Regions from separate parts of the Mus musculus genome. Here regions 2, 3, 4, 5, 6 and 7 are each linked to region 1. Evidence: chromatin contacts called from public promoter capture Hi-C data. All regions are on one chromosome and are shown on one strand. Each heading gives the region's core, a stretch centred on a gene start, on an enhancer-like site or on the middle of the called end of the contact. The rest is flanking DNA. Distances are from core to core; before and after follow the strand shown. Region 1 holds the start of Zfp322a (zinc finger protein 322A). Region 2 holds the start of H4c11 (H4 clustered histone 11). Region 3 holds the start of Pgbd1 (piggyBac transposable element derived 1). Region 4 has its middle 2.6 kb from the start of n-TTagt4. Region 5 holds the start of Nkapl (NFKB activating protein-like). Region 6 holds the start of Zkscan8 (zinc finger with KRAB and SCAN domains 8). Region 7 holds the start of Zkscan3 (zinc finger with KRAB and SCAN domains 3).

Region 1 (4,296 bases), core at 682-3,181:
CTTTTGGTTACTGCAATATCTGTAACATTTAGAATGCATCTGTTAAACAATTAAAAAAACAACAAGTAGCCAAGTCTCAGACTGAAAAAGGAGTATCATTATCCTTGGGTCTCCAATGTGCATCTGGCAAACACAAACCCATCCTCCAAATCCTTACTCCAGGCTACTGTCTCTAACATGCTTCCTTTACCCCTCCTAGGAAGGGAGGACTTCTGGTTTTTGTTTTGTTTTGTTTTTTTCACGAGCAACACCAGACTCCATTTCATAAGCGAAGAGCAGACAAAAGTTCAAATAGACAGGCTAAGCAACAAAACTTCAGAGCTCAAGATTCTTTTCGGTTAAAGGATATATGGGATGATCAAACAGTAAGTATTTAACGTATTGTCTTAAAAACCATACTTGCTGTACAGCCTCAGACCAGGGGTTGCCTCAATTTTCATTGATTACATGGATTATGGACATTTAATCCTCCCAAGAACACTGTAAAATCAAATATTACCACCATCTTACTGATAGAAAACCTGTTGCTATGACAGTTACCTAATTACACAAGAACTCACAGGCAGTTAAGTAACAGAGCCAGGTTTAAATATCCATCCTAGAGCCTGTCTGAGCATTGGGCACACTGCCTTCTTTGTATGGTAAATCAAAAGAAGGACAATTGTTGCAAATCTGCTGTGTATGCCTGTTAGAAAAATAGGTGTACTGAAAGGTTATCAAAGGGCCACTATGTTAGTCACCAGAAAGACCCTTTTCCTTTTCCCAAGTATGTTTTACCTTCTTTCTTGTCCCATCCCTACTCCAAAATTCACATTTATATAGAAACAGATGTATGCCACTTACCTTAACAAGAACCCAACGATTTATTTTTTTCAGATCCACAAGGTCTCTAATCCAGAAGTACTCATAATATTTAATTCTTCCCTCTCCTAGAGGAAAAAAGCAGCAATGTTGAATGAGCATGACTGCAAAGCTTACATTTTTCCTTTTAACAGTAGGCCATTTAAATAATGTCCCATGCACTCTCCAATCCTGACATCATCCTTCAGCAAAATTTTGCTCATTCTAATGTTTCCGTTCCTCCTTCAAGAAGCCGTTTCTTTCTGACCTGCTCTACACAAAATAACAAGAATTCTTCTAGCTGAGAGATTTTTAAGTTCAGAACAAAGCCCTGGGCCTTGTTTTTCTTGCTGTTAAGACGGGGAGAGTCTCACGTAGCTTAGGCTAGCTTCAAAATCGCTAGGCAGCTTAAACTGGCTTTTAATTCCCTATCCTCCTACCTCTACCTCAAACGCTCAGGTGACTGATAGGCGCATTATTATTTCAACTTCTGAGATCAAGGATTCATTCCTCGTGCACTAAAACCTGTAGGAATACGATTCATGAATGCAATGTTACACAGGACCAAGGCTGCTAAAAATAAATGACTATGGAATGCTTTGAGCAAACAGATTCTGCAGATTCCGGGGAACTCAACTAATCTCCGCCCTTAAGGCTGGGGGAGGGTCCCCCCAGTGCCCATGGTTGTCTAGACATTCAGGAAGGCTCCAGACTGCATTCGAGCCTGGCTCCATTACTACCTCCAGGACAGTCTCACAGGTTTCTCCTCCCAACTTTTCGTTGACAGCGACAAGAAGGGCGCCGCGCCTGGCCCGGACCCCTCTCACGGCCAAGGACCTCGAGGACCCGCTGAACGCTTACTCCGCCGCCCAGGGCGGCACTTCCGGTGACTGGACCCTCAAGCCGGAGCTTCCGGGGCCGAGCACTCGGCGATGGCCGATTCGGTCCCACGGTCTCCTAGGGAAGGAGAGTGGGCCGAGATGCTGAGAGGTCGGCAAGCCAACCGCCGGATACCAACCTGGAGAAGCGGTCCCCGCACACCACAAGGCCAAGACAAACCGCTCTCACCAGCAAGGACAGGGAGGCGTAGCCACGCCCCGAGGCACGTAACTACCCCTCATAGGGCTGCACCGGGATTCCGGGCCAATAAGCACCGGACCTCCCGAAATGGGCGGAACCTGAGCGCGCCTGCGCCCTGGCTCTTTCGCGTCCGACAACTACCTTTTCAGCTCCTGGAATTTGGGACTGCAGCAGCTCCGGTACCCACTGAATTGAAACCGTGCCCTGCGCCCGGTACTGCGGCTCTGAACTTCTGTTTTCTTTCTCCACGGCTGTTCAAATCAAGAGTTAGGAGTAGTGTCTCAAGGATAGATGCAGCGGACTCGGTTTTAAATACCTTGAAAAGCCGGAGAAGTGGAGAATTACAAAGGCTCTTTGGTGCTGTCACTCATGCCAGCAAACTATGAGAAGCTTTGAATAGGCAGCGGCGGCGTGGCCTTATTGCTGGAGAAAGCTGCGGGGAAACCGTGTTGAAAGGATTTCTGTCCTTTCTGATTGCGATTCTAGGCTGAAGACAGATTCAGAAAAAAAAACAAAAAACAAAAAAGAACAGTCAATATTTTCCCTACTTGAAAAAAAAAATGTATGTAGGCTGGCGAGATGGCTTCTGTCGAGAGTGAGGAGCAAAGAGTGCTTCTTGCTAAATAAAACCTCGCGACCTGAATTTGATCTCTGAGACCAATGTCAAAAGCGGAAAGAGAGAACTAACCGTAAAAGTTGTCTTCTGACAGGCATACACAATAATAAGTATATAATACACACACACACACACACACACACACACACACACATATATATATACTATACACATACACACATGTATATAACAAAAACCCTCACATGGGAAGTGAGTACTAGAATTCTCTGGTCTGGAGAAGAACTTGGATTGGCTGTTAAATTCTAGAGTTAGGGTCTGAGGATGGCAATTATGTATTCTGAATTCACTAATTCCTGTTTTCAGAATTTGCAGAATTTCTGCAGCTTATTTTAAATTAAAATTTTAAGACAAAAAATCCCACCAGTGTCATTCAAATATTTAAGTTTTTTTTCTTAGACTTATTTTCTATGTATGGGTGTTTTATCAGCATATATGTGCACGTGGTGTGTGCGCGCGCACTCTAGGAGGATGTCAGATCCCCTGGAACTGGAATAATGCATGGTTTATGAGCTACCATGTGAGTGCTGGCTGGAAAATGAACCAGGGTCATCAGCAAGAGCAAGTGGTCTTAAATGCTGAGCCATCTCTCTAGCCCTAATTTTAATATTTAAATAACTTTTTATTAACTGTTTTTAGTGTAAGATGTACCAAACACAATTCGAATCACACTATAGAATGAGCTGTGTATGGCTATATTAGGAAGAAATGTACACATGTTATTGCAGGAGAGTATGTGTTTATGCCATCCCCTTCAGCTATAAGAGTGTTGAGACAATGGACTCAAAGGATTGGAATTGTGATAGGAGTCTTCTGCTGAGAACAAGGAAAGGACTAGGGCCTTGGCCAGTGGGAGAGTTAGGGCAGGATTTCACACAGTCCTGACTGTGATGAGTGGGGCTACTTATGATTGTAGCTACCAGGACTCCTTACTTATGCACATCTCATGACCTTTAAAATATTCTGAACGTCGTGTTAGTGGTTGAACCCCTTTACTTACTCCTCTTCCTAGTGTGACCATATTGAGTAAACCGCTTTCACTGCTTTGTCTTGCTTGTCTTTTTGACAAATTGAAGACAGGTAGCTGAGCCTAGCTTGGTAGAGCTACCAAGGTCCATGCATAGACTCTTAACAGCCACTGTAAACCGGAAGATTAACTTGCCGACTTATACATTTAATAACGGGAAGCTGATTTGAACCAGAATCAATTACTGGAGCCGCCGCCATACTTATGGCTACCTCAGAGTATTGTGGGGAAGTGCTGGACAGCACATTACGAAGGTGTGATAAGTGCTGAGCCACTTTAGTCAAAATATTGGCCCAAGCAGAGTACTTAGTGCACTCAGTTTCTGAACATTCGTTGCTATTCTCTACGTCATCTGGCATTACAATACAATACAAATACACAGGCCATCTCAGCCCTGAGCTGGCTAGTCTCATGCTCACATTCTAGGATGAACTGCAGATGTCAGCCGTTTCGTTGTAAAAGATGGTGTGGGAGCACAGAGATGGGGGCACTTGGCTTGCATTCTGCAAGAAGTTCAGAGAAGAATAGACAGTTAGGCGTGACGTAAAAGATTATAAGTATAAATAAGATGAAAATGAAGTGGGATGGAAACAAGCCACAGTTATTTCAAAGAAGCAAACTTCATCTTGAAAGAAATGAGAAGTACAGGCCAGAAGGAAGGTGCCTCTGTGGATAAAGATGCCTGTTGCCTAGGCTGAAAACCCAAGTTTGATGC
Region 2 (4,155 bases), core at 1,605-4,104, 1.6 Mb before region 1:
AGCTGAGGTGACAACCACAAAAGCTGGCTGTGGGGTTGCTGAGTTATCTAAAAGGGAACTTCCATCCACAAAAAAATAGATGTGGGAAGTGGTACTGGAAGAGAATGGAACAGGCAGTATGACCAGGTTTAGAGTAGGTCTAGGGGCCAGAGTGGCTTGGCAGTTTTCCAGGAATAACAGATGAAAGGCCTGGACCCATGAGGGTCCCAGGAGAGAGAGAAGAGGGCCTCAAGGGATGGATAGGTGTTGTTGGAGTATAAAGTAACAGGCTGGAGCATGGAGACTTTGAGAGCCTCTTGGGAGAGTTCAGCACCACTGCTAGAGCCCGCAGAAATGGCTGCCACCCGCACACAGTAGGGTCCATTTGTCTACACAGAAAAGCGACAGGTGGGAGGGCATAACAGGTTGGGCCAGGACACCTGTTGCTGCCCCCAGCCTCTCATCAATAAAGAGGTAGTAGGGCCAAGAAGACTCTGAAAGAGCTATATAGCCACGTGAGTGAGAGTCCCATTGGGGGTTTCCTTGGCCACTTGGTATAGTGGCTTAGCCATAATAGTAACACTGGGGATTCAATGTCTGAAGAACCAGGTCACAAAAATGAAAGAATCTGATCACAACCATTGGGGGCTGTAGGTCCCTCAGAGGCCACACACAGTTGCAGATAAGGGTCTTAGAGCCCTGGCTAAGTTGAATCCCCAAGTATATTATGGCAGAAGAGCACAGTTGACTTTAGACACGAGATGCTGCGGTGTCTTAGGGTTTCTGCTGCTGTGACCAAAACACAAGTTGGGGGGAAGGGTGTTTATTTGGCTTACACACCCAGATCACAGTCCATCATTGGAGGAAGTCAGGACAGGAACTCAAGCAGGGCTGAGGGCAGGAGCTAATGAAGAAGCCATGGAGGGGTGCTGCTTACTGGCTTGCTTCTCATGGATTGCTAAGCCTGCCTTCTTATAGAACCCAGGACTACCAGCCCAGGGATGACACCACACAGAATGGTCTGGGCCCTCCCCAACCTATCACTAATTGAGAAAATGCCTTACAGCTCTATCCTATGGAGGCATTTTCTCAACTGAAGCCACTTCCTTTCTGATGACTCTAGCTTGTGTCAAGCTGACACACAAAAGCAACACAATTGCTCCTTGTCAACTTGACTCACAAGCACAGCACTATCAATCGTCCACTAGATGGGTCTGGTCTGCTTGCTGGCTGGCACACATTCACACTGTGTGAGAGTGAGAGTGGAGGCCTGGATGATATAAAGGTCGTGCCTCATGTTAATGACTGGCGAAGGGACCGGAACGCCTTAACACTGGCAGACCGGTTGACAGAGAAGGATCCTAGCAGTTTTTCAATCTGGGGAGGTCTTGAGGAGGAAAAGGAACATGAACTCAACAACACCCTCAACTCCAACTGCTTCCTGGAGAGGGCAGAAGGGAGCACAGGTTTGGTGGGACCCTGTATAAGAGGCTACAGGGGAGATTCCAGGGGTAGTAGGCCAGTGTGGATGGGGCCAGGGTGTGGGTGTCAGCAACGAAGTAGAGGCAGGAAGCAGAGTAGGCAGGGAGGGTGGAAGTGGATAAAGGGGAGAGGGTTAACCTATAAGTGGAACCTGTAAAGAAGAAGGAGGAGCAGGGAGGAGGGGAAGAAGGTGGGTAAGGGGAAGAGGCTAATTGTGCATGGCCTTTAGCTCAGAGGGGAAGACAGAAGGCATTGGTATAGGCAAGAAGACTTCAGTAAGCAGAGTATGTGATTTTTGGGGGGGGGGGGTGGGGGAGGTGGGGTGGGATTGGGAAAGGATTAGGTGGAATAGGAGAAAGGCCTGGGTGCAGAGAAGAAGGCTGTCCACTAGACAAAGCACTTAGTGTGTAGGAGGGGGAGAGAAGAAGAGAAGGGGTGGAGACCCAGTGATTCAGATGACGGTTGCTCGAGGTCTGAGTCCCTGTATGTCTGAAAATGCTGCAACCTTGGCCTAAGCCATCGAGCACTACAGACGGAGGGACAAGAATTCAGTTCCCCCAAAACGTGAACAAAGGGAGTCCAGACCATTCTTAAACCAGCAGAAAATTTCAAGATCACGAAGGATGTTATAGTCAAGAGTGCCCTCTAGTGGCCATCCAGACGGGTCAGCGTGTACTGAGGGCAGACCAAAGAACAAAGGAAAGTCAGGCATTTTGGATTCCAGCCCACTTTGGATAAATTTTGAAGTAGGCACCCCAAGGGCGACTGAGATAGTGTTTAGACCCTGTCTTGCCCTTTTCCAAGCCAGGGTTGGTTGCCAGAAACTCTTAGGTGAGGGTGATGACATGTTAGCCTGAAGTTTTCTCCAAGCATATGGGGTTGAGGGAAGGACAGCAGACAGGGTTTCCCAGATTGTGTGGTGTGAGCAGGGGTCCAAGCAAACTGTGAACTGAAATCGGCTTAAAGGTTTCTATAAATTCTTATAAACATATTAAAATGGCCTTTTGGAAGTTTGAACTAAAAAAAAAAATTGAAATGCGGTTACAATAGAGAAGGAACACAAGGTAATTCAGAGCACGGTTTGCACGGTGGAAAGTGTGTACTGAGCACCAAAGCGCCTTAGCAGCCGCCTGCAGTGTCCTCTCTGGACGGGGTTACCGGTTGTTAAGGGGCCGCTTGGCTTTCTGTATTTTGTGCAATCAGTGTACTGATTGTGCGCTCGATTCTCCAAACTCTTAAAAGGGCGTGAGGAGCTAGTTCCCTCAGAAAGCACAGACAGGGAAACAAAAGGCGCCCTTTTTCTTTTTGGTAAGTCTTCCCCTCCCCCACGGCCGCGGGCGCAACTTCCCGCCTCCTCCCTGCAGGTTCTCATTTCGGTCCGCCCGCTACAGTATAAAAAGACGGCGCTCAGGCTCCCGGTCAGCATCTCTGTTCTGAGCTGTCCTGAGTGCAGTCATGTCTGGCAGAGGTAAGGGCGGGAAAGGGCTCGGTAAAGGTGGCGCTAAGCGCCACCGCAAAGTGCTGCGCGACAACATCCAGGGCATCACGAAGCCCGCCATCCGCCGCCTGGCCCGGCGCGGGGGAGTGAAGCGCATCTCCGGCCTCATCTACGAGGAGACCCGCGGTGTGCTGAAGGTGTTCCTGGAGAACGTGATCCGCGACGCCGTCACCTACACGGAGCACGCCAAGCGCAAGACCGTCACCGCCATGGACGTGGTCTACGCGCTCAAGCGCCAGGGCCGCACCCTCTACGGGTTCGGCGGCTAAGCTGCTCGCTTACACTATATTTCCCTAAAGGTCCTTTTCAGGACCACCACATCTTTTACAGAAGAGCTGACGCTTGTTAACTGAGAACTGGAGTGAAAACGGCTCGTAACAGGTTGTCCAATCAGAACGAACATGTATGTGCTTAATTTGCATGCGGAACAATGCTAGGAAAGCTGAATAGTCCTGTCAAGTGGTGAGTTCACTAGGTGTTCACATGGTTTCACTCTTTTTATTTGTTCTAGGCAGTTTTATTATACTTGCCCATTTTTCTGCTTCCACCTCTTAAGGATGCTTCCCTACTTAAGTCATTTCATACCTTGCGACAGACCACTTAAGTTCAGGATTTGTACATTCAGTTGTGTAGAATGAGGTTGATCTGGCTTTATAAACTATGCTGTCTCGGATGCAATAAAATTCTGAATAAAACTGCCAATATGGGGGAGGTGTGAATTTCTGAATTGAGTTTTTATAAGCCATAAAACTTTAATTAATAAATCATAAAACGGCCAAGAGTCAACAGTTAATGAAGGTACACTGTTACTACGTTTACACTTCCACATAAATGTCAATAGAAACAATTTAAGTTGTCCAATGCTTGCGTTTAGTCTGTTCCACATGGGAGAGAGCATGTGGTTTTGCTTAATACACATTCTAATTCCATGTATTTTCCTGCATGTTTTATGACTTCATTTTTCTTTAGAGATGAGTAATATTTATGTATGTTTGCTTGATTAACAAATTTTTCATTATCCATTTCTCTGTAGATGGGCAACTAGGTTGATTCCAATTCTTTGTTATTGTGAATAAAGCAGTAATTAACATTGAGGTAAAAAAATATCTCTATGATTCTCTATATTCTTTGAATATATGCTCAGGTTTAAAATAACTTTGTCATATTGGAGTTCTATTTTTAATTTTTTGAGAATA
Region 3 (3,874 bases), core at 970-3,469, 1.9 Mb before region 1:
ACAGTGATATCTAAATTGAGAGGCAGACAAAGTGAGGAATTAGAGAAAGACTTGACAGAATAAGATCTGCCCAACTCTCATGAGAAGAGAGAGAAAAGGGAAGCTACTTAAGAAAGCAGTGCCCACAGAGAGAAAAATGAGAGAGGCAATTTTACCATGAGAGCTTTACAGAGACAGGTTAAAGACAGAACAAGCTAGACACAGGTGAAGACAGAGCAAGTCAGAGAAGGAGCCAAAATATTAGAACAAATTTTCAAAGTGATTATGAGGCCAAACCGAGCAATTCAGAAGAGGAGAGAAGCCAGATTGAATCAGTTGGCATGGGGAGGAATTTGAGTCAGAACAGCTGAATTGGCCAACCAGCTAGAGATCAGAATGAACTAGAAAGAGTAAGCTTAGTTAGCAGCAAGTCTCAGAGGCTGAAAACATTCTAGACCTAGATTAGGTTGTATGGAAGCTAGAAATGTTCAGGACAAGGCCTAAGTTAGCAGATTGAGGTAATAAGCCTTGGAGACAATTAAATCAGGTAAATAAAGGATAATTTTACAGTGCTGGAAGTTCATTAGTAAGAGGCCAGCTATGAAAGTATATAAGAATTATACACTGGCAGAACATGTATTTATTAAATACAAATGAAAAGGAACAGCACATGTACTAATGTGAAAGATGTATAAAATATTTTAAGTGAAGAACAGCAATGCTAAAATGCTGTCATTTGTGGTTTTCTAAATTAATCCAGGAATACAGTAGCTCTTCTATAGCATCTAGAAATGTTTACTATCCAGGAATAACCCCTGAGTTAGCTTGCAGATCTCAATTCATTGTGGTGGTTACATAATAGTGTGGGTGTTCTTAGAGCCATGTTGCTTTAAAAACAAACAAAACAAAACAAAATAAAACTCCTTTGGATGGGATAAGCTGTAAGTTAAATGGATGACCACCGAACAGTTATTCAATTAACTAGGTCTATATAATAATGTCTCCATCAAAATTCAAAAGGCAGGATGTGGAGCTTCCAAACAGTTGGAGACTGATGCCTCCACAGAGGGCATAGAAGTACCACACCCCTTATTCGTAAACACAGGGATATCTATCCCTGCTTCACCTGAATCCTTTGCAATACGCTTTGTAACACGTCAGTAAGCATGTTTCCTGAGTTCTGTGGGATCTGAGCTCTGGGAGCAGTTAGTAAAAACCCTGATTTCCAGCCAGTGGGTCAGAAGCATAGGTAAAATAAAGTGGAACTTAGAACTGATGTTGAAAGTGGGAACCAGTCTTGTGTCTTGTATACACAGCATATAGGAACCATCCATCTGCACCGAATTAGAGAGCTGCAAACGGTGTTCAGAGAGGAAACTTTGCTTGCTTGCTGGTGAGGACAAACTTCTAGCGTCCTTTGAGGTCAGACTGCCATTACACACACACACACACACGCACACGCACACGCACACGCACGTACAAAACCATGGCAACCATCAGAAACTTCTCCTTGGGCTAACTTCAAACTCCCAGAATCCAATCTTACCTGCGTCTCCCGTTTAGTTTACCACCAAGTATATTAAGCACCTAATTATTTTCCATGAGTAAAGTTAATCCTAGAATAAAAGAAGTTAGTTCCTACCTACTAAAAAAACCATGGACTTCCCAGTTCCTCGAATTCAGGGTGACAGTTTTTTTTCCTGCTCTGTATTGGTCTATCCTTCCAATGTAAATTCCTACTGACACAAGACCTGCTCTGTACCTGCATAATCTATCGTGGCTACCCTCGAACCTAAAATAGGAATGGGAAAACTGAGCCACACAGGTGGCAACCGGGTGTGCACCTCTGGGTGCACGTACTCCGTTCTCCAGCTTCTATTGCAGATCACTGCACAGCCACCCCTGCTCCTGGCAGACCTCTACATAAACTAGAATCGCAGCACGTACCTGATACCCAACAAAGACCGGACGAACGTAATAGATGTACCTGTAGTGCCTTCGCCAGGGCTCTAACCTGCCCAGATCTACGCTAAAATTATATACGCCAGCGCCCAGCAGCTAAGGGTGTCTATTTGCTGCTTAAAAGTTTAGGGAACGTGTGCTACGAGGACGTGAGGATGTGCCGAAGCTCATGAAAAAAGCCTGCGACCAGAGCCAAGAGGCCAGAGCGCCACAGCCTGGCGGTTCTTGCTGTTAGTCTCCGAGCCCGCGACGATGAAGGTCGGCGGGAAGGAGTCCAAAGGGATGAAGGACAGGGGGCACTTCCTGCAGACGGAGCTGGGCACCGAGGGGGCACTTCCTGTAGTTGGAGCTGGAGACTCACTGGCAACTTCCGGCAAGCGTTGTGCTCCTTAGAAGCCTGGTGACAATCTCTGGTGCACCGGTGGAGCCAGGTCGTGGTTTTCCTGACCCGCACCTCTCCTGGTAGTTTCGAAGAAACCAAACACGCGCTCATTTCCGTAAATCATTTCAACAACAACAACAACAAAAAAAAAAAAAAAAAAAACCAAAAAACCCTGTAGGATGTACCTGAGGGAGCGCTCTTGCTTGACATACTTACTGGGTTCGGTCCCCAGCACCACAAAAGAAAAATTTTCCTAGACTGTCTTCCATAAAGACAAAGCTGAGTTGGCCTTTACAGGGTCTTGTGCGGACAGTCAGTTGGGTAAATACCCAACAAAGCCCTAAGGTGAGTATACAGATTTTATATGCGTGCAAAATCCCAGGTAGCTTGAATTCAAAAGTTAACCATATTTACTTCCTGTGTATTCGACTGGGAGATCATATGACAACTTGGAGCTCTCTTGCTTTGTGGGTCTCAAGGATTGAACTCAGGTGTGTTGGCAAGCACTTACTGGCGGATCTACCACCACAACCTTCCTAGAGATGTCTTATAAATTCTCAGGACATTTGGGAACGTTTTGTTCATCGAGAATAATAGCTTTTGAAGCACTTACGGAAATCAAAATGTAAGTTTGCACTTTATTATTTGGCTAAGACAGCAATCCTTTTTCTATAGCAGCTGAAAAATATTGTTGTTTTGAGTGTTTATGAACATCCACATGTGCATGTGGGTATGGAGGCCAGAGGTCGATTCCTGAGGCTTTTCTCTATAACTCTTCAACTTTATTTTTTAGACAAGGTCTCTTACTGAATCTTGGGGCTCACTGATGCAGCTACATTGGCTGCCAGCAAGCTCTGGGGATCCCCCACCCCCAGGGGGATTATAGCTCTATACTACCATCCCTACCACTGTCATAGGCATTTTACCAACCGAGCCTCTCCCAGACCCATAAGCATAAACATCCCAACAATATTCCGTTGTATAGGGTACAATAATTTACTTAACTATCCTCAATAATGCAGGTTTAGTTATATTCTTTATTAAGTAATGCTGTAGGAAACACCATTTAAAAATCTTTACTTTCTTTTTATAGCTTTAATTTTATTCAAAAATTACTTTGAAACTTTATTAACACTTTACAGACTGTTTACAATACTGTCAATATCATTATTTCCATAGAAAAGTATTCTCTTTACACTATCAATAATTATGTTTTTATGTTGCTTTAAATATATTTGTTGAGTAAATATTACACACACAAACTGACGAAGAATAATGTGCATTTAAAATTTTGATAGTTCTCTAATTTTTAAGGGCCATGCTGTTTGGAAGTAAAAGGAGAAGCTAAGAGAAAGGCCAGAAAAGGAACATCACTTTCACACAAACAGTGATGCATAAAAGGATGTTCCACAGTAGAGATGTAAAGCATGTTCTAAGACTGTGTTTCTTCTGAGGCTTAGGAATTACAAGGGTTACAATGCCTGTTACATGCACGTTTGGTGTGGATCGGAGTTAAACATGAAGGAGACTGATCACACGCTAACACTGTTA
Region 4 (4,154 bases), core at 1,608-4,107, 1.5 Mb before region 1:
AAAAAAAGTCATCTTAAAACTTGATGTCTTTGAGTCTTTTCTTGTAGATTTTGCACAGAATAACTGCAAAAAGCATCAAACTCCAAAACATTCAGACATTCATGTTTTATTTTCAATTCCTTTTCCTACTTCTGAGGTTCTAAGATGTATTTTCTGATTATGCTAGACTCTATAAAAATCCAATCTCCCTTCTTCAATAAGGCTCACCGAATTCTACAGAGAATTGGATTTTATGAAGCTTTCTCCCCACCCTGGAGCATTCAAGCTTATGCAGTGTGTGCTGGAAGACTGACCGTGTAAAGGACCACTTAGGCTGAGGACCTGCTTCAATGACAGAGGGCGTACCTGGCCCTGCGTTAGATTGCCATTACTACAAAATTAAAGTAAATAAGATAATAACAATTACCCTTACAATGAAAATGAATATTACAGAATGATATGTAGCTCAGAAAGCACTGAACATGTAAAAGAAAAATATGACAAATATATATAATTTATCACAGTTCAGACATTCACAGATGTATCTGTGCCAAAGGATCAACAAATGGCTCACTGCCTGTTTTCTCCCCTCCCCTCCCCTCCTATCTTCTCTTCTCTTTTCTTTCTGAGACATTGTCTTGCACTATAGCTGAGGCTAGCTTCTGTAGCCCAGGACTGATCTCAGATTTTGTTCGATCAAACATCTGTCTGTGGTCCAGGATCAACTCCAGACCTACTGTATTGTTTACTCTCATCCAGCCCCTCCGTACTGAAGGACAAAGCATCATTTACAAACAGAAAGGTCTGCCTTCCAGGGATTCTTTTGTCTGTTGTTTTGAGAAGTGTTTTTTCTTGTAACCCAGGCTGGTTTCAGATTTATTAAGTAGCTGAGACTGCCCTGAACTCCTGATACTCGGAGGCATCTGCCTCCCCAGTACAGGACACTGAAGGCCCAGAGCTGCCTTGCACCAGCTGTCTGTTTCTTTCTTTATTCTGCCCAGGATTAATTGTCAATATTGGACACTCACTTAACTGGTGAGTTTTGAAGTCCACACAGAAATTTAAAAAGAAGTACAGTGGTAGAGAATGTTAGGGAAAAGCTGAGGGCCAGCTCTTCTGACCTGGAGTCCAAGCAGGGACTTTAGGAATGAGATGAAGAAGAAAACAACCACATTGCAGAAAATGGCTTCCAAACACTGGTATGCTCCAGACTCGCCACAGTCCACTGTCCGTGTGGTCTGCTGTAGTGTTTCCTTTAATGTCTAACACAGAGGCTGAAGTCTACAGTTCCACATAAGCTCAGGATCTTTGGCCATCAAACACAGACAACTAAATTTTAAACTGCCTGGTGCCACACCTTAATCATGATCACACAGAAACCACTCAAGCATACTTTCTAATTATGACAACATTCCACTGTGGGGTGTTTGGAGTCAGTGGTTCCTGAGACACTAGAGATGGAGTTCCAACCAAGTCCCAGACATGTATGTCACAAGCTAAACTCACTGTATTTGTTTTAATGAGAACTGCTCCCATAAACTCATATATTTGAATGTTTGGTTCCCAGTTGGTGAACTGTTTAGGAAGTATTAGGAAAATGTGGCCTTACTGAAGGAGGTGTGTCACTGGAAGTGGGCTTGCAGGTTTCAAAAGCCCAAGTCAGGCCCAGTCTCACTCTCTCTGTAAGCTCTTATCCACTGCCTCAGCACCAAGTCTTGCTACCTGCTGCCATGGTTCCTTCCATGATAGTCATGGGCTTTCCTTCTGAAACTGTAAGGAAGCCCGCAGTTAATTGCTTTCTTCTCTAAGCTGCCTTGGTCATGGTATCTCTTCACAGCAATAGAACAGTAACTAGGACACTCCCCAACCAACAATCCTCCTTAAAGCCTGTGGTAAGATCCAACTTCTCTCACCTATTAACACCCTTCAAATTATTAAAAGTCCTGTTGGTTTCAGCAGCACCACGTGTGAAATGTCTATTCCCTCTGCTCTTTATCTGTCTCTGTCTGAGTCCCCAGGATCTCTCCTTTGCCACAGTCTACACCAACCTCTACTTACTCCCCCTGCTTTTGAGATCAGTGGTCTAATTCAGGCATGTGGTTGGTGATCACTTGTAACCCCAGTAATAAGGAGGATTGTGGTTAATTCTTAGTCAGCCTGGGCTACACACTGAAACTTTGTCTCAAAAATCAAATAATAAATTTCCAAGTCTTTGTTCTTTCTTTCTGGATCCCAAGCTGGCCTGGAGCTCACCTCATAGCCCAGGGTGACTTTGCATTTGTTACAATCTCCTACCTTAGCCTCTAGGAAGCTGGGATTACAGGCACCACCAGGCCTGCTTCTCTCAGCTTCCACAGTAACTCTGTGTCTTTCTGTCTGTCTGTCCCTCCTCACTTCCTTCTTCCTTTCTTTTTCTATGTCTCTTTGGAGACAGGGTCTGATTCTGTAGCCTAGGCTTGCCTGGAACTCGCAGTACTCTTCCTGTCTCTGTCTGCCAGGTACTGGGATTTGAGATGGACATACTATTGTGGGATTCTGATCAAAGAGACAGAACTCTAAAGACAGAACGTTAAAACGGCTTTAATGTGCATGCACAGGGTCAGGTGAAGTATGGTTTGTAAAGAAAACTTACAGTGAGTACAGCAAAATGGTGCTTTTTATGTGGCTTCTGCTTCTTTGTCTGCTGAATATGGTAAGCTTTTAGTTGTTTTAAAACCTTAAAGTAGGATTCTAAAGATGGCATGGATGTGGAGGAAAGGAGGGCTGCTTGGAGCATGTAGGAACATCTCACATAAGCATTTTGTCAGGGACTAAACCATGCAGCAGACTCTTTGTCCCTCCTTCAAGGTCTCTGAAAGGCTTATTAAGGAGGGAGGGAGGTGTGAGAGCTGTATGCTCAAGGACAGTGCCAGACTGTGCAGCTGTTTCTGTTTTTCTATTCTATGGGTCTTACCGGCCCCAACCACACCACCACATCTGGGCTCTTAGGGTGCTTTCTGAAGCAAACTATAATTGGCTCCTTCTTTCTGCTTTATTTTATAATCCAGTTCAACAATCTCTGGGTTTGAATCCTCTGCTCCATTTACATTTGATGTGGTTATTCATATGATTGTATTTTTGAGGAGTTCATTTTTCATATCCCATTCAAAAACTAAGCCTAGGACCATTTAAGCCATTTGCTATCTCTACTGGGGGGAAGATTCTGCTTCTGCAGTCTGCCACTGATCCACTTGACCTTAAGGCTGCCTTCTGCAGCCTCCAGTAAGAATCTCAAAGTAGCTGGAGGCTAGGTAAAGTCTTGGCAGGGAATTGCACTTCGCTAAATTGAAATCTCCAGGAGAAAAGGGGAGAGGGAGTTATCTCTGCCCTTTATTCTCAGTACTTGTAAGACTCAGAGCATGTGTTCTCATGGAAAAAACAAAACAAAACAAAACACTGCAGGTCTGCACATAAATTCAATCAAAAATTGAATAGGAGGTTATAACAGAGAATGCCTATGTGCGCATACACTAAGAGCAATTATCTGGCTAAACTTTCACCATTTGTTAGTAGCTTGCAGTCGTGGAAAATTTTTAGACTATAACTAAGCTGTCATTGAAGTTTTGACAAACTCAGTCAATATCTTAGCCCCTGTTTTTGCACCTGGGGTCCTGTGGTACATATCTTCTTTACAACATTCGGTTTATGATGGAATATGCCCTAAATTTTAGAAGTCTGCTGTTTTCTCAGAAACAACTAAGCAGTCCTGTTTTAAAAGGAACTCGATGTGCTGTGGAGGTTGTCACTTGGAAACAATGGAAATCCTGACATGCTAGCTGTTTCTGCAGAATAAACGCTCTTTGTCTTTGTATATGCAAATCTGAGTCTGGGGTCTTCCTTCCTTCGGTGTTTTTCAGACCCTTGCAACTTAATCTGTGACAGAATTTTCCCTGTCCGATCAGATTAAAATATTAGTGCAGCAGGAAGCCTGTGATTAGACAGGGGGAAGGAAGGCTGAGCTAGGAGTTGCAGAGACAGAGTGTCTCAGAAGGAGGAAGGTCAAGGTGGAGGCGGAGTTGTGAACCAGAGTGGCTTTAACCAGCCATTGGTAGTCATGACCTCATAAAGGTTAGAATATTGGAATAATTTGTCTAATCTAGGTGGGCAGATTTTATCATTACCAATTGACTCTGAAA
Region 5 (3,900 bases), core at 93-2,592, 1.9 Mb before region 1:
TACAATAGCACTGGTAAATGGTAAAACCATTTACTATTACTTTGGCCATACAAAGCCTTTGTTGTTAAACGTCCCACAGTGAAACAAACAGGTTGTCACTTGTCATCTTTCCCTTTTGTCTTTCTGTACACCATTTCTCGAAAGCTGGCTAGGATCTTATTTTCTCTCTTCCGCCTCTCTTCTTGGTTAAAGGATGCAAGGGCTCGTTTCTCATCAGCACTGTAAATCTGGTTCTCTTTACGCAGTCTTACAGCCTCCATTCGGCGATGCCTGCTACCACTCATGACGTAACCTGAACATTCAAATGAGGCAATCTCTTCACTTGTCAACCCAATTTCACCTCTTCGTGGGATACGCTTCCCGGCTTTTACATATTCAGCCATTGCTGCACCTTCACCAGGAAGCAGAGCATGGCCATAATTCAAAGGTTTCTCATCTTGAGAGGTGTGTATCACAGGTGCTTCTGGGCCTATTAAATCCATGCTCTCTGCACTCATCGACTGTTCCATCCACGCATCTTCTGGCAAGTCCCTTTCTGAAGCTTTGCAGCTTATGTCATTGTATTCTTTTTTAGTCCTCTTCTTCTTGAGCTGTTTTGCCCGATGTTTCTTTTTCTTCTCTTTCTTCTTGGTTTTAACTTTCTTTTTATCACTATCAGAGCTAGAATGACAGTCTGAACTGCTGTCATAATATTTTTTATGCTTCCTTTTGGAAGGCTTTTTCTTTCTTTTTTTCTTTGTTGAATGACTGGTCTTTGTCCTTTTTTCTTCATTGGTGAAATCTGAACTGCTACTCTTCTGATTCTTCACCTCATCTTCAGCTGGTGTATGTTCATCAGAATCTGGCTCAGGAATCTTGGGTGACAGTCCCCATACCTCAGGCGCTCCCAGCTCTCCAATCCTCTCTCTTTCCTTCAGCCTCCTTTGCCTATAACTCTCCTCCTTTTCCTTCTCCTGGTCCTCAGCCCACGAAGGATCTCCCGCATAGTTGTGGTGGTAACGGTATCCACCACAGATGGGAGAGGAAGAGCAGGCAAGCGTACGGATCCCCAGCGGTAGCGGTCGTTCTCCAGACCTGGGGCGGCTGATGGGATGCAGTGGCCGGACGCCCTGAGCACCCCGCGGAGGCTGGAGCCCCTCAGGACCGCTGAGGAGAGAGCCGAAACCGCCTCCCCGAGGTGATCGGCTAGTCTGTAACGCCGACGGTGGGCTCTCCGAGAAACGTCGTCGTTTCTGAGAGCCCAGAGTGTCCTCATTAGGGCGAGATCGGGATACAGGCGACATGGTCCGCCTTCAATCAACCACCGCGGTGGCGGTTATTCCAGAAGTCACAACACAGAGAGCACGCAGCTCCCGCACAACCCGCACACAGCGCAGGCGCACTAGAGACGGGCGGGCTGTAGGCGGGTCAATTCCGGGGCGTAGCCCGGTGCAGCCCTAGTCCGAACCGTGGCGCTGAGCCTCCGATGGAAGCGGGAAGCAGCCCAGAGCCTGCGCAAGAGCCCTCTTCAACCTCTGGGGCGTGGACAGTCACTTCACTTCTCACTATTTACATTCCCCACCTTGAGCCCCAGGGGAAACAAAAGGAATTATCATTAATGAGTCCTGCTGTCTGTCTGTATTGCTGTGCTTTTTATTTTTTCGATACAGGTTTTCTCTGTGTAGTCCTGGCTGTCTGTCCTGAAACTCCCTCTGTAGACCACGCTGGCTTGGAACTCAAGAGATTCACAGGCCTCTGCATCCCGGGTACTGGGATTAAAAGTGCTGGCCACCACCTTAAGGCTATTTGCTTTGCTTTTTTTTTTTTTTTTTTTTTTTTTTTTTTTTTAATATTTTCGTTATATACATTTCAAATTTCAAATGCTATCCCGAAAGTTCCCTATACCCTCCCCCCGCCCTGCTCCCCTACCCACCCACTCCCGCTTCTTGGCATTCCCCTGTACTGGGGCATATAAAGTTTCTATTTGCTTATTTTTAAGTGGTGCATATGCTGGCTTGGAACTTGCTAGGCACCACTCAAGCACCAAGATTAAAGGTTTTCATAAGCAGAACTGTGATGGATAAGAAAACTTAACTCTGGACCAGGCATCGCTTAAAATAGCTGTTGATTCGCATGAGTTCCTAGCAGCCTGCATCCTCCACAGAATGAAGCTACTGCTGCGAGATAAGAACGAAAGAATGGGGCGCCTGATACGAGATAATTGGCTTTTGTAACCCTCTTTCCCTGTGGGAAAAGGGACGAGCCGTTTTCTCTATCTCTGTGTAAGGGAGCAAAGCAAATTTCCCACACAGCTGCGGATTTCATATAAGGGAGATAATTGTAATGTCCACCTTTATGCTTCCCATTGCCCTCTATGTTTCCCAATTTGGTCATAAGATTGAGTCCATCTTACTATCAGTAAGAATAAATTTATTGATTTTAATCTAAATTTGGGTTGCGTCTTTCAGTTTTGCCCAGTGGAGTAGAACTATGGAACACAGACATCTCTTCCTTTAGATTTTTGTTAGATCTTTTCTTAGAGTCATATGTTTACCACCGCATGGCTCACCATTCCTTTTCCATTCCTGTCTCCATCTTTTCTGCTGAGTTAGTGAAGGATTCCTATTGCCTTTACTCCAACTACCTGCCTCGATGGGACTTGACAGCTGCCTGGTGCTGCTGCAGATCTGCAGTCCCAGCAACTAAGAAAACCCAAGTAATCATGAGATTCTGCATCAAAGAGTGTTGGGTAACTGCTTAGAGTATGCCTTGCCAAAGGTTCAGTTGCTGGCGACTTAGCAAACAATCCTGTTCCTCTCTATTGGAAGCAAAACCTAAATTACTTCTGGAACTAAAGTTTGAGTTTAAGTTTCTGAGCTAAGTGAATTCCAGAGCATTATGTTCGCAGACTTCTGCTCCAGAAACATAGATTCACTAGTTTACAAGGTTTCTCTTTAAGGACATTTCTTCAGAAATCCGCCACTTGCAGTTACCTTCTGAAGGTACTTTACATCCCATAACTTTTTTGTTTTTGTTTATTTGTTTTTTCGAAACAGGGTTTCTCTGCGTAGCCCTGGCTTTTCTGGAACTCACTCTGTAGATCAGGCTGGCCGCATACTCAGATATCTGCCTGCCTCTGCCTCCCAAGTGCTGGGATTAAAGGTGTGCACCATTGCCCGGCTACACCCCATAATTTAAAACAGCAAACTTTCACGTAAAATAATAGTTCCCTAATCTGAAAAATGGAAGCAGGCACTACAATGTAGCAGGCAGGGCTCATCTGAAAAACTCCCAAAATAAGGTAAGTCAGAATTTAGAAATGATGTTTTGCTGAAGCTGTGCCTGTTTTCTTGTTTGTTTGTCTTTTAAAAAGGATTTTAGTGATTTATATGTATCTGTGTGAGTACATACCATTTGTATATACAGAAGAGGATGTTGGAGTCCCAATAACTGCAGTTACAGGTAGTTGCAACTTGCCTGATGTGGGTGCTGGGAGCCAAACTCAGGTTTTTCAGAAGAGCATCAAGTACTCTTAACTGCTGAGCCATTTCTTCAGCCCTCTGGTTTTGCTTTGTTGTTGTTGTTGTTGTTGTTGTTGTTGTTGTTGTTGTTGAGATGTCTAAAGTCTCAGGTAATCCAGACTGACTTCACATTCTCTAGGTAGCCAATGCTGACCTTGAATTCCTGATCCTCCAACCTCTACCTCTCAACTGTTTGGATTATAAACGTGTTACCACACTCGGCTCTGACACTAGGACTCCTAAACAATAAGATGGGACAGAACATAATGTCCTAATAATATCTTTCATTTGAAAAAAATATTTTAAAAATCTAGACTCGGGGGCTGGAGAGTGGTTCAGTGTTTAAAAGCACTGGTTATTCTACCAGATAACTGGGTTCAGTTCCCAGCACTTACGTGGT
Region 6 (3,894 bases), core at 659-3,158, 1.8 Mb before region 1:
TTGATGTCCCTGTTTCTTTGTGGGGAATACATACACTAATGGTTTCTGTTCTTGTTTATATATATATCCCTTGCTAAGGCTGCAGTGGTGACTTCTCCTTGACTTTGGTTAAGCTTCTCATCATTCATGTTACTGTCTTCAAAAAAGATGCTTATAAATGTACCCTATTTGCAGACTGTAGATAGATATAATCAAATTAACATGAAGTTATAACTGAAATAAGATAGGTCCTCAATCCAATATGACTGGTGTACTGTTAAAAAGACACGGGGCTCTGAGGGACCGTTCAGGAGATAAAGGTGCCCACTGCTGAGCCTGACAACCCGAGTTTACTTTCCCAGAACCCACAAGGTGGAAGGAGAAGACAGACTCCTGCAATTGTCCTCTGACCTCCACTACGGTACTGTGGCATGAGTGGACCTTACCTATCCTCCCCAAACAAAACAAAATTCTCTAAGGTTGTTTTCAAACTGGTGATTTCCCAACCCTAGTACAGCATGCAATTAATTACGGGCATGCACCAACATACATGGCCATTTCATTCTCCTCTCTAATAATTTTGTGCATACACATTGCAGTGTTGGAAAGTACCTACAGAGAAACACTGATCCCTACACACCATCCTTGAAGAACATCTGGTCAGGATGATTGCCTTATGAACGGAAAGGCAACAATCTTAGGCTTATTCGGGATCGAAAATGTTAAAGCCTTGAAAACTAAGGAAGGCACAACTCAAATACTGGCTTCTCAAGAGATGCAGGAGATGTACTTTCCTTTCTGATTAATTAAACTTGAGAGATGTCTGAGAACCGAATACAAACCAGGAATGATAATCTCCAGGTTTTAGAGATTAAGAAGAAGTAGATGAAACAAACATGCTTTGTAGTTATCTGAAATGGCATTCATTCATTTTGTTTGTTTGTTTTGGAGATTTTAAAAGTTATTTTAATAAGGCTTGAGCATGAGGGTTAGGAGAAAGGCACTCAGGAGAGGGCCAGACGCACAAGCGTGGCTATGGGCTTCTCAAGGAAGTTGCTTTGATGAATGCTTTTAAGACTGACATTTTTATATTTAACCACAAGGAACTCAAAACGTGCACATTCACTAAAATGATGATTGCTGCATAGCAATACTTAAGTGAATCGGACAAATAGAAGTATGTGGTCAAGTGGTGGTCAACGTCTTAGAAATCCAACAGAGATTACTCATGAATGACCCGAGTTTTGGGAATGGGAACCTACCGAATTTTCAAGATTCTATTTCAGTTAGCTTTAATAAACTAGGTAAGCAAAGTATTCTGAATAAGGTTTAATTTTGTTACCCCAGAATTACTTAAAGTATTTCTTTTGCATACAACTGTTCAGCCATTACATGAACTACTTTCATAATATACTTCTTTTATGGGTAGAAAAAAAAAAAAAAGAGTAACAAAAAAAAAAAAAATCAAAGATTTCCACGTGGGGTAGAGGCTTCAAAAGAAAAAAATTATTATCTTTAAAAATGAATTTTGAGACCGATCGGCAAAACTGCTGAGTAGAAACAGTTGGTACACGGGCCGGCTTTACAAGTAAGAGCGAGTGCAAAATTATATACATGATGACTGGCGATGAGGAGAGCCATCCCGTAGGAAGTTGGGGCCGGGTGTCGGCCTGCTCAGCGGCGGCAGGCCCTGAACCGACCCGCTCCCCGCTCTCGGGCCTCCGCTGCCCGAGCGCCCCTGCTCGGCCCAGCGCACTCACCGAGAGCTCCCCACGCTGCCCGAGGGCGGGAGGCGGCACAGCGCGGACAGGGAAGCGCGCGAGGAGACGCGACGGACACCGAACCCGAGCGGGACCCCTGCAGCCGCTAAGTTCCAAACCCTTGGAGCCGCAGAGCCGGGCAGCACGCATCTTGCCCCACAGCCACTTCCGGAAGCTCTCTAGGAAGCTCGGAGGTCTGACAGCTCTATGGTAGGCCAGCAAAAGGACCGAGCGCCCTCAGCTACACCAGGTGGAGGGCGGCTATGCGGGACATCCTGAGGAGTGACATAGCTTTAAGTCACCTAAGCTTTTGTCTGGCCAGCCTCGGGCTTCAGGTGACAAGTTTAAGAGTTGGGTGGCTGATCACAGATCCAGAGGCCTGCGCTGGGCTCAGGAGTATACTTAACGGATTTCTCTTTATTCTTCTTAGTTACCTTGTGCTTTCCCATTAATGCTTCATGATTACTCCAAATTCCCAACTTTCACTGCGTATTGAAGAATTTAAACCTTTGTAGTTCCTAGGAACAGTAGTATATTTATAAAGTTCCTACTGACCATTGCTTTCTCTTTGACTATGAGTGTTCTCATCCTCCAGATACTTATGGTTGGAAACAACAAAACGTCTACAAAATAACCAGACCCCTAACTTAAAATTTAAATAGAAAATTGGTGGAAAACAATGAACATTGGTTTACTTTTTAATGTCAAAGACAACTTTTATCTGTTTCAACTTGTTGAGATAGAGTTGGTGAATCTCATTCTCATCTCGAGGAAATGAGGCAGAGGACATGTGAATGTCTTACCTAGTGTCATATAAACGAATGGACAAGCAAAGAACTAGAACAGAAGGGAGAAGTCATATTCAGCCAGGAATTGCCAAGCTTGGGTCACAAGTGAACACAATAGACAGGGTTACATTTTGTTGTTTTGCTAGTTTAGATCAAGTCTCTCTGTAGCCCTAGCTGGCCGCAGGGCAAACTTCCTGCCTCACCTTCCCAAGTGTTGGGATTAAAAGCATAAATCAAGTGATTATAAATTTGGGATTATAAAATTGGTATTATAAATGTAAGTCAATACAAATAGGTTAAAGCCTTCTGAAGTTGATTCCTCTTTCAAAACAACTAAATTAGAAATAAAAGAATATTTGACTCATATTCTTTGATTCAAGTTTTTAAATGATGATTGAAGTTTTGCCCACATTATGGGCACTCGTGGTCTCTAAGGTAGATTCTGTCTATTAATCCTGAGCACTAAGTAATTTTTGGTACTGTTCTCTTTTTAGTAGAACTAATTTACTCTATAAATTCTCTGATACCTAGTTAGAGCCTAACTTATACAGGCTTTCCACACTTTATGTACCCATAGGGTTTTAGCCTATATGGATTCTCTGATGTTTAATAACACCTCTGTGCCCACTGAGATCTTTCCCATACTCTATGTTTATAGGACTTCAGTGTGTGTTCTATAATTTCCAACAAGATGTTCTTGTTGAATGAAGGTTTTTCTGCATTTATTACATGTACTGGCTGGTTCTGTGTGTCAACTTGACATAAATTAGATTCATCAGAGAGGAAAGAGCCTCAGTTGAGAAGATGCCTCCATGAGATCCAGCTGTAGGTCATTTTTTCAATTGGTGATCAATGGAGGAGGGCACAGTCTATTCTGGGTGATGCCATCCATGGATGATAGTCCTGGTTCTATAAGAGCGAAGGCTGGACAAAGCAGGGGAAGCAAGACAGTAAACAGCCTTCTCCATAGCCTCTGCATCTACTCCTGACTCCAGGTCTGCTTGAGTCCCTGTCCTGACTTCCTCCAATGATGGACTATGATCTAGAAGTGTAAGCCAAATAAACCCTTTCCTCTCCAATTTGCTTTTTGGTCATGGTGTTTCATCATAGCAATACAACCCTATACAAATTGGTACTGGGTATAGGGTATTGCTGTGACAGACCTGATTATGTTTAGGGGGAGAAATGTGGAAGGACTGGACATTTGGGCTAGAAGGACCATTGATTGTTGAAACCTCAGTGTTCTGTAGGAGCTTGGAAGACAAGAATGTTGGAAGCAGTGCTGAAGACAGAGGCTTGGAATTTCCCTCTGAAATTCCAGAGGGAAGATTAAAGATTCTATCAGGGCCAGTTGCTGTTTTGATGTA
Region 7 (4,042 bases), core at 33-2,532, 2.0 Mb before region 1:
ATGCTTCAGGGATCCCTGTATACCCTCAGGAGGTTAAAGATCCAATTCCTTAAGAAAAAGAAGGAAGATGAAAGGACTTTCAAAGACCACAAGAGGCATCAACTCAATGACCATGGCAAACTGTGTATGGTCAATATTAGCTTTAAAAACCTGCAAAAAGAACAAAGGGTGTTAGTGGGAACTCAGGATCAGATCGACTTATCTCTAATCTATCGCCAATCTACCTATCATCACTTCTAACTATCAGCCGTCCGTGTGGTTCTCACACTGGAGAGGAATCTCGCTGAGGGTCAGAAAGCTGGCAGGTCGGCAGCAATGTCTGCTTACAACAGGGTCCTAATCCTTCGCGGTTAGACGCTCCTCCTGTTTCTCAAGCTCCTCCTCCCACCAAAAAAAAAAAAAAAAAAAAAAAAAGGCATCCCCAGGATTTTAAACCTCTGTGAGCCTGACCATTACAAGACACTACACAAACCACTTTTACTCTTTGCTGTGGGATAGGCTCTTTTCCAGAATGTTCTATTTTCCCTCCTAAAATACAGAAATCATTCATTATAAAGAGAACTGATAAATAGTACTAACATTCAAAAGACAACAGCCAGTACCAAGGCTGATCGATGAAGAGAAAGTGCTGTCCTAGTTAGGAAAAGCAACAGGAATAATAACAGCTATCTTTACACTGTGCAGATTACCCCGTGCCTGGTACTATTTTAAGCACCTTTGCACAAATGAAGCCATTTATTCCTCACAACAATCCAGTAAGTTAGGCGACATCATTATCCCCTAAAATAGCAAAACACAGAAAGGTTAAGGGACTGGGGGGAGAAGTCACAAAGGAGCTGAGGCCAGATTCGACCAAGCAACCCGATTCCAAAGTTCTGGCTCTCTTCCAGTACCCCAGAATAAAGACCTTGGAACTGACCTTGTCTCCAGGAAAAGCAAAACTGTGACGTCTCCCATTTTCAAAGCTTAAGTACAAGACCCGAGAATCCCATCGCCAAACGCCCTGAGACTGACCAGACACCCGGAACCGGCCTGAGGCGAGGCGCCCGAGGCCCTGTCGGGCGCTCGGCCCAAGTGGCCACCGAGTTTATCTTCTCGGCGCCACTAGGCCGCGGAGGAAGATGTTTTGTCCCACCCCCAACCCCCACAAGCAGCCGACCCCTGCGGGAGGACGGTAACAGGACGGGACCCAAACCCACCCGCGAACGCAGCACCTCGTAGCACCCCGCAGTCACAAAAGTGTCGAAAGTCCGACCCCGGGGGGCGGGGCACAGAGCACTTCCGGCTTCTCTAGGCACCAGCGACACTCTATGATCCCCCCCTTCTCCCTCCTCTTAGTGGTTGCTTCGTAAAAAGACTTTTAAAAAGAAATTCTTTTAGCTGAAGTAGCAATGCAACATTTTCTCTCCTCCCTTTACTTCCTCCAGTTTTTTCCGTCCTCTTGGTTGCCTCGTAAAAAGACTTTTAAAAAGAAAAAAATTTTAACTGAAGTAGAATTACATCACTTTCCTTCCTCCCCCTAGTCTTTTCTCCTACCCTCTCACTCTCAAGCTGATAGCCTCTTTTCTTTGTTATTGCTACATTCATGTGTGTTTGTGTATATGTATATATGTTGTATATATGTATGTGCATGAACAAGTATATATCTATATCTATACAGATATAGAGATATCTGTATCTATATATGTACATATTCCACTGGCTAAGTTTTTGTTTTTATATGTTATTTGTGTGCATATGATTTCAAGGTTTCAAGACTGCATTGGACAGCTAATAAGAGGGCTCATCTTAGGGAGAGACTAATTCTCCATTTCCCAGCAGTCAATAGTTGCCAGTAGTTCTTTGGTTTGGGGTGGCACCCTGTGAAATTTTACCCCCTTCCATTGATATTGATATTGTCTATTGATACTGCAATTGTTTCAGTCTTGTGTATGCAGCCATTTCTTGGAGGCTGTTTCACAGCTGACATCCTAGATTTCTTACAATTTTTTTTTTGCCTCCTCTTCCTCCATGTCCTCTGAGCCATAGATGCAGGAGACATGATGTGGATGTATCTGTTGGGGTTGGGACCACCATGATCTGTCAGTCTTTGTTCTGTATCCAATTGGGTTTTTAGTGATGGTCTCTATTCTTTATAAAGAAAAGCATCTTGGATCACAGGTGGTAGCTACATTATCCAGGAAAGATGACTCTAGCACCAAGAGACTTTCAAAATTTGTTTTTTCCAAGGACAACTAAGGGAAGATAGCAAAAGAATGAGCTCCTATATAGCCTTCCTGAAATCTCTGTGATGTCAAGAAAAAGGAAAATTATATGTTCTCTATCGTCATAAAGAAGCCCTAGGGAAATGCATAAGAAAATGTTTGTTTAGAAACTGCATGAAAAGGGAAAATAAAAGTGAGAGGAAATTAAACTATTAATTATAAATATATAACAGTATTTTTGTTTTTGTTTTTGTTTTTGTTTTCCGAGACAGGGTTTCTCTGTGTAGCTCTGGATGTCCTGGAACTCACTCTGTACACCAGGCTGGCCTCAAACTCAGAAATCTGCCTGCCTCTGCTTCCAGAGTGCTGGGATTAAAGTCATGCGCCACCACGCCCGGCAACATATAACAGTTTTCAGGACCATTCTGAATGCCCTTTATAGAAAAAGCCAAGATAATTTAATCTTCAACTTATAATTAGCAAATTTAGCAAAGCTACTAAAATTTCAAAATTGATATTGATAGTTACATTTTTATAACAAACACAAATAAGAAAACATCACCTTAAAAGATAATCATTACAGTAGCAAGAAAATATAAAAGAGACCTCAACAGAAACAGAAAGGCTTTATTTATTAAGGATAGATAGTTGAAAGCCAGAGAAATTGGCTCATTCCTATGATCCCAGCATGTGGGAAGCTGAGGAGGAAGAGCCACTTCAAGTTACAGCTCCAAGTTCCAGGCCAGCTTGGAGTTCTGGATTACAGGGTGAGAGCCATCCTCACAAAACAAAACAGCCCCACTCATGGTCATGCAAGTAAACACAATTAAACCCAGTGGTTCACACACACAAAGAGACATCATGTTGTGGTGATCCCAGCCACAGAATTATTCTCATTGCTACTTCATAGCTGTAACTTAGATGTTATGAATCATAATATAAATATGTGATATGTAGTATATCTGATATGTGAACTTGGTGAAAGAGGTCCCAAAGAGGTCATGACCCACAGGTTGAAAGCACTACTATAGACAGCATTGCTTCTATTTTTGTGTCATAAGTACGCGTGGTCTTATTTATCTATATGAAATCTAGGAACTACAAATGAAAGCATGCAATATTTGTCTTTCTGAATGTGAATTCATTTGCTTAGTACGATTATCACCAATTATATTCATCTCCTATAACTTTTGATATAACTTTTTCTTTACAGCTGAAAAATTCTATCTATCTATCTATCTATCTATCTATCACATTTTAAACCTATTTCTCTGTTGAATGGATGGCTAGTTTAGTCTAAGAACTTAGCTATTGTGAATAGTGATGTAATAAACATTGATATGTAATTATCACTGTGTTATGTTTACCTGGAGTCATTTGGATAATGTTCAGCAGTGGTATAACTGGATCATATGGTCCAGTTAATAAAGATTTTCTCTCATTCTAGGCTGTCTTTCTCCTCAATTATTTCCTTTGCTATACAGACACATTTTAATTTCTTCCTTTCCTCCTTTAAAAAAAAAAAGATTACACACACACACACACACACACACACACCACCACCACCACCACCACCACCACCACCACTGTCCTCAGACGAACCAGAAGAGGGCATCAGATCCTATTACACCATGTGATTGCAGAGACTTGAACTCAGGACCTCTGGAAAAGCAGTCAGTGTTCTTAATTTCTTTAGACAGCATTTGTTAGCAGTTGGCATGTATTTCCTGGAAGACTGGCGTCATCCTCACAGTCATCCTGCCTCTGAAGCTTTTCTCCTACTTTTCCTTCTAAGAGTTTCAGCGTTAAAGATCTTCCAATAAGGTCTGATTCATTTA

Evidence for each region. Promoter capture Hi-C pulls out the DNA fragments that hold promoters and counts their contacts. Capture Hi-C pulls out chosen DNA fragments and counts their contacts.
Region 2: a promoter capture Hi-C map of pre-B cells shows a contact between it and region 1. The contact joins the promoter of H4c11 here to the promoter of Zfp322a in region 1. A contact is called at or near these places in 10 of 39 promoter capture datasets (3T3-L1-derived adipocytes, the C10 cell line, cranial neural crest and 6 more), 2 of 115 datasets of contacts at active chromatin or transcription factors (embryonic forebrain and neural tube) and 2 of 9 other capture datasets (adipose tissue and macrophages).
Region 3: a promoter capture Hi-C map of liver shows a contact between it and region 1, with 6 times the contacts expected there. The contact joins the promoter of Pgbd1 here to the promoter of Zfp322a in region 1. A contact is called at or near these places in 7 of 39 promoter capture datasets (the 3T3-L1 cell line, cranial neural crest, frontonasal cranial neural crest and 4 more), 1 of 115 datasets of contacts at active chromatin or transcription factors (astrocytes) and 1 of 9 other capture datasets (liver).
Region 4: a promoter capture Hi-C map of liver shows a contact between it and region 1, with 6 times the contacts expected there. The contact joins the enhancer-like site here to the promoter of Zfp322a in region 1. A contact is called at or near these places in 12 of 39 promoter capture datasets (the C10 cell line, the HPC-7 cell line, the SN4741 cell line and 9 more), 2 of 115 datasets of contacts at active chromatin or transcription factors (the 230-238 cell line and stem cell-derived neural progenitor cells) and 3 of 9 other capture datasets (adipose tissue, liver and pancreatic islet).
Region 5: a contact with region 1 is called in a promoter capture Hi-C map of liver, with 6 times the contacts expected there. The contact joins the promoter of Nkapl here to the promoter of Zfp322a in region 1. A contact is called at or near these places in 7 of 39 promoter capture datasets (the 3T3-L1 cell line, cranial neural crest, hematopoietic stem and progenitor cells and 3 more), 2 of 115 datasets of contacts at active chromatin or transcription factors (astrocytes and fibro-adipogenic progenitors) and 3 of 9 other capture datasets (adipose tissue, macrophages and pancreatic islet).
Region 6: a promoter capture Hi-C map of pre-B cells shows a contact between it and region 1. The contact joins the promoter of Zkscan8 here to the promoter of Zfp322a in region 1. A contact is called at or near these places in 12 of 39 promoter capture datasets (the C10 cell line, the HPC-7 cell line, the SN4741 cell line and 7 more), 2 of 484 Hi-C or Micro-C datasets (pre-B cells and regulatory T cells), 1 of 115 datasets of contacts at active chromatin or transcription factors (astrocytes) and 3 of 9 other capture datasets (adipose tissue, liver and macrophages).
Region 7: a promoter capture Hi-C map of pre-B cells shows a contact between it and region 1, with 8 times the contacts expected there. The contact joins the promoter of Zkscan3 here to the promoter of Zfp322a in region 1. A contact is called at or near these places in 11 of 39 promoter capture datasets (the 3T3-L1 cell line, the C10 cell line, cranial neural crest and 6 more), 3 of 484 Hi-C or Micro-C datasets (CD4 T cells, muscle stem cells and pre-megakaryocyte-erythroid progenitors), 2 of 115 datasets of contacts at active chromatin or transcription factors (astrocytes and microglia) and 4 of 9 other capture datasets (adipose tissue, liver, macrophages and 1 more).

The regions. Positions count from the first base shown.
Region 1 is chr13:23,367,277-23,371,572 of GRCm38.p6, forward strand. Zfp322a (zinc finger protein 322A) reads right to left here and starts at 1,932. Exons shown (of 5, transcript NM_001111107.2): 1 at 1,859-1,932; 2 at 844-929. All of the region lies in intron 3 of 4930586N03Rik (RIKEN cDNA 4930586N03 gene), which reads left to right.
Region 2 is chr13:21,732,180-21,736,334 of GRCm38.p6, forward strand. It overlaps H4c11 (H4 clustered histone 11), which reads left to right and starts at 2,855. Exons shown (of 1, transcript NM_178210.2): 1 at 2,855-3,277. The coding sequence starts at 2,917. The coding sequence ends at 3,228.
Region 3 is chr13:21,438,834-21,442,707 of GRCm38.p6, forward strand. Pgbd1 (piggyBac transposable element derived 1) reads right to left here and starts at 2,220. Exons shown (of 5, transcript NM_001162920.1): 1 at 1,927-2,220. It overlaps Zscan26 (zinc finger and SCAN domain containing 26), which reads right to left. Exons shown (of 6, transcript NM_001347491.1): 6 at 3,347-3,874. It overlaps 4930470G03Rik (RIKEN cDNA 4930470G03 gene), which reads left to right and starts at 1,638. Exons shown (of 4, transcript NR_151504.1): 1 at 1,638-2,668; 2 at 2,803-2,948.
Region 4 is chr13:21,856,589-21,860,742 of GRCm38.p6, forward strand. No RefSeq gene overlaps it. Among named protein-coding and RNA genes, the nearest start is that of n-TTagt4, 2.6 kb to the left of the region's middle. Within about 2 kb of position 2,858, at least 7 of the 459 cell types and tissues checked have an H3K27ac peak or open chromatin away from gene starts, as enhancers often do.
Region 5 is chr13:21,467,159-21,471,058 of GRCm38.p6, forward strand. It overlaps Nkapl (NFKB activating protein-like), which reads right to left and starts at 1,343. Exons shown (of 1, transcript NM_025719.3): 1 at 1-1,343. The coding sequence starts at 1,283. The coding sequence ends at 96.
Region 6 is chr13:21,529,206-21,533,099 of GRCm38.p6, forward strand. Zkscan8 (zinc finger with KRAB and SCAN domains 8) reads right to left here and starts at 1,909. Exons shown (of 6, transcript NM_139141.4): 1 at 1,740-1,909. It overlaps Gm32724 (a long non-coding RNA gene), which reads left to right and starts at 1,864. Exons shown (of 5, transcript XR_001780870.1): 1 at 1,864-1,949.
Region 7 is chr13:21,401,473-21,405,514 of GRCm38.p6, forward strand. Zkscan3 (zinc finger with KRAB and SCAN domains 3) reads right to left here and starts at 1,283. Exons shown (of 6, transcript NM_001145778.2): 1 at 1,200-1,283.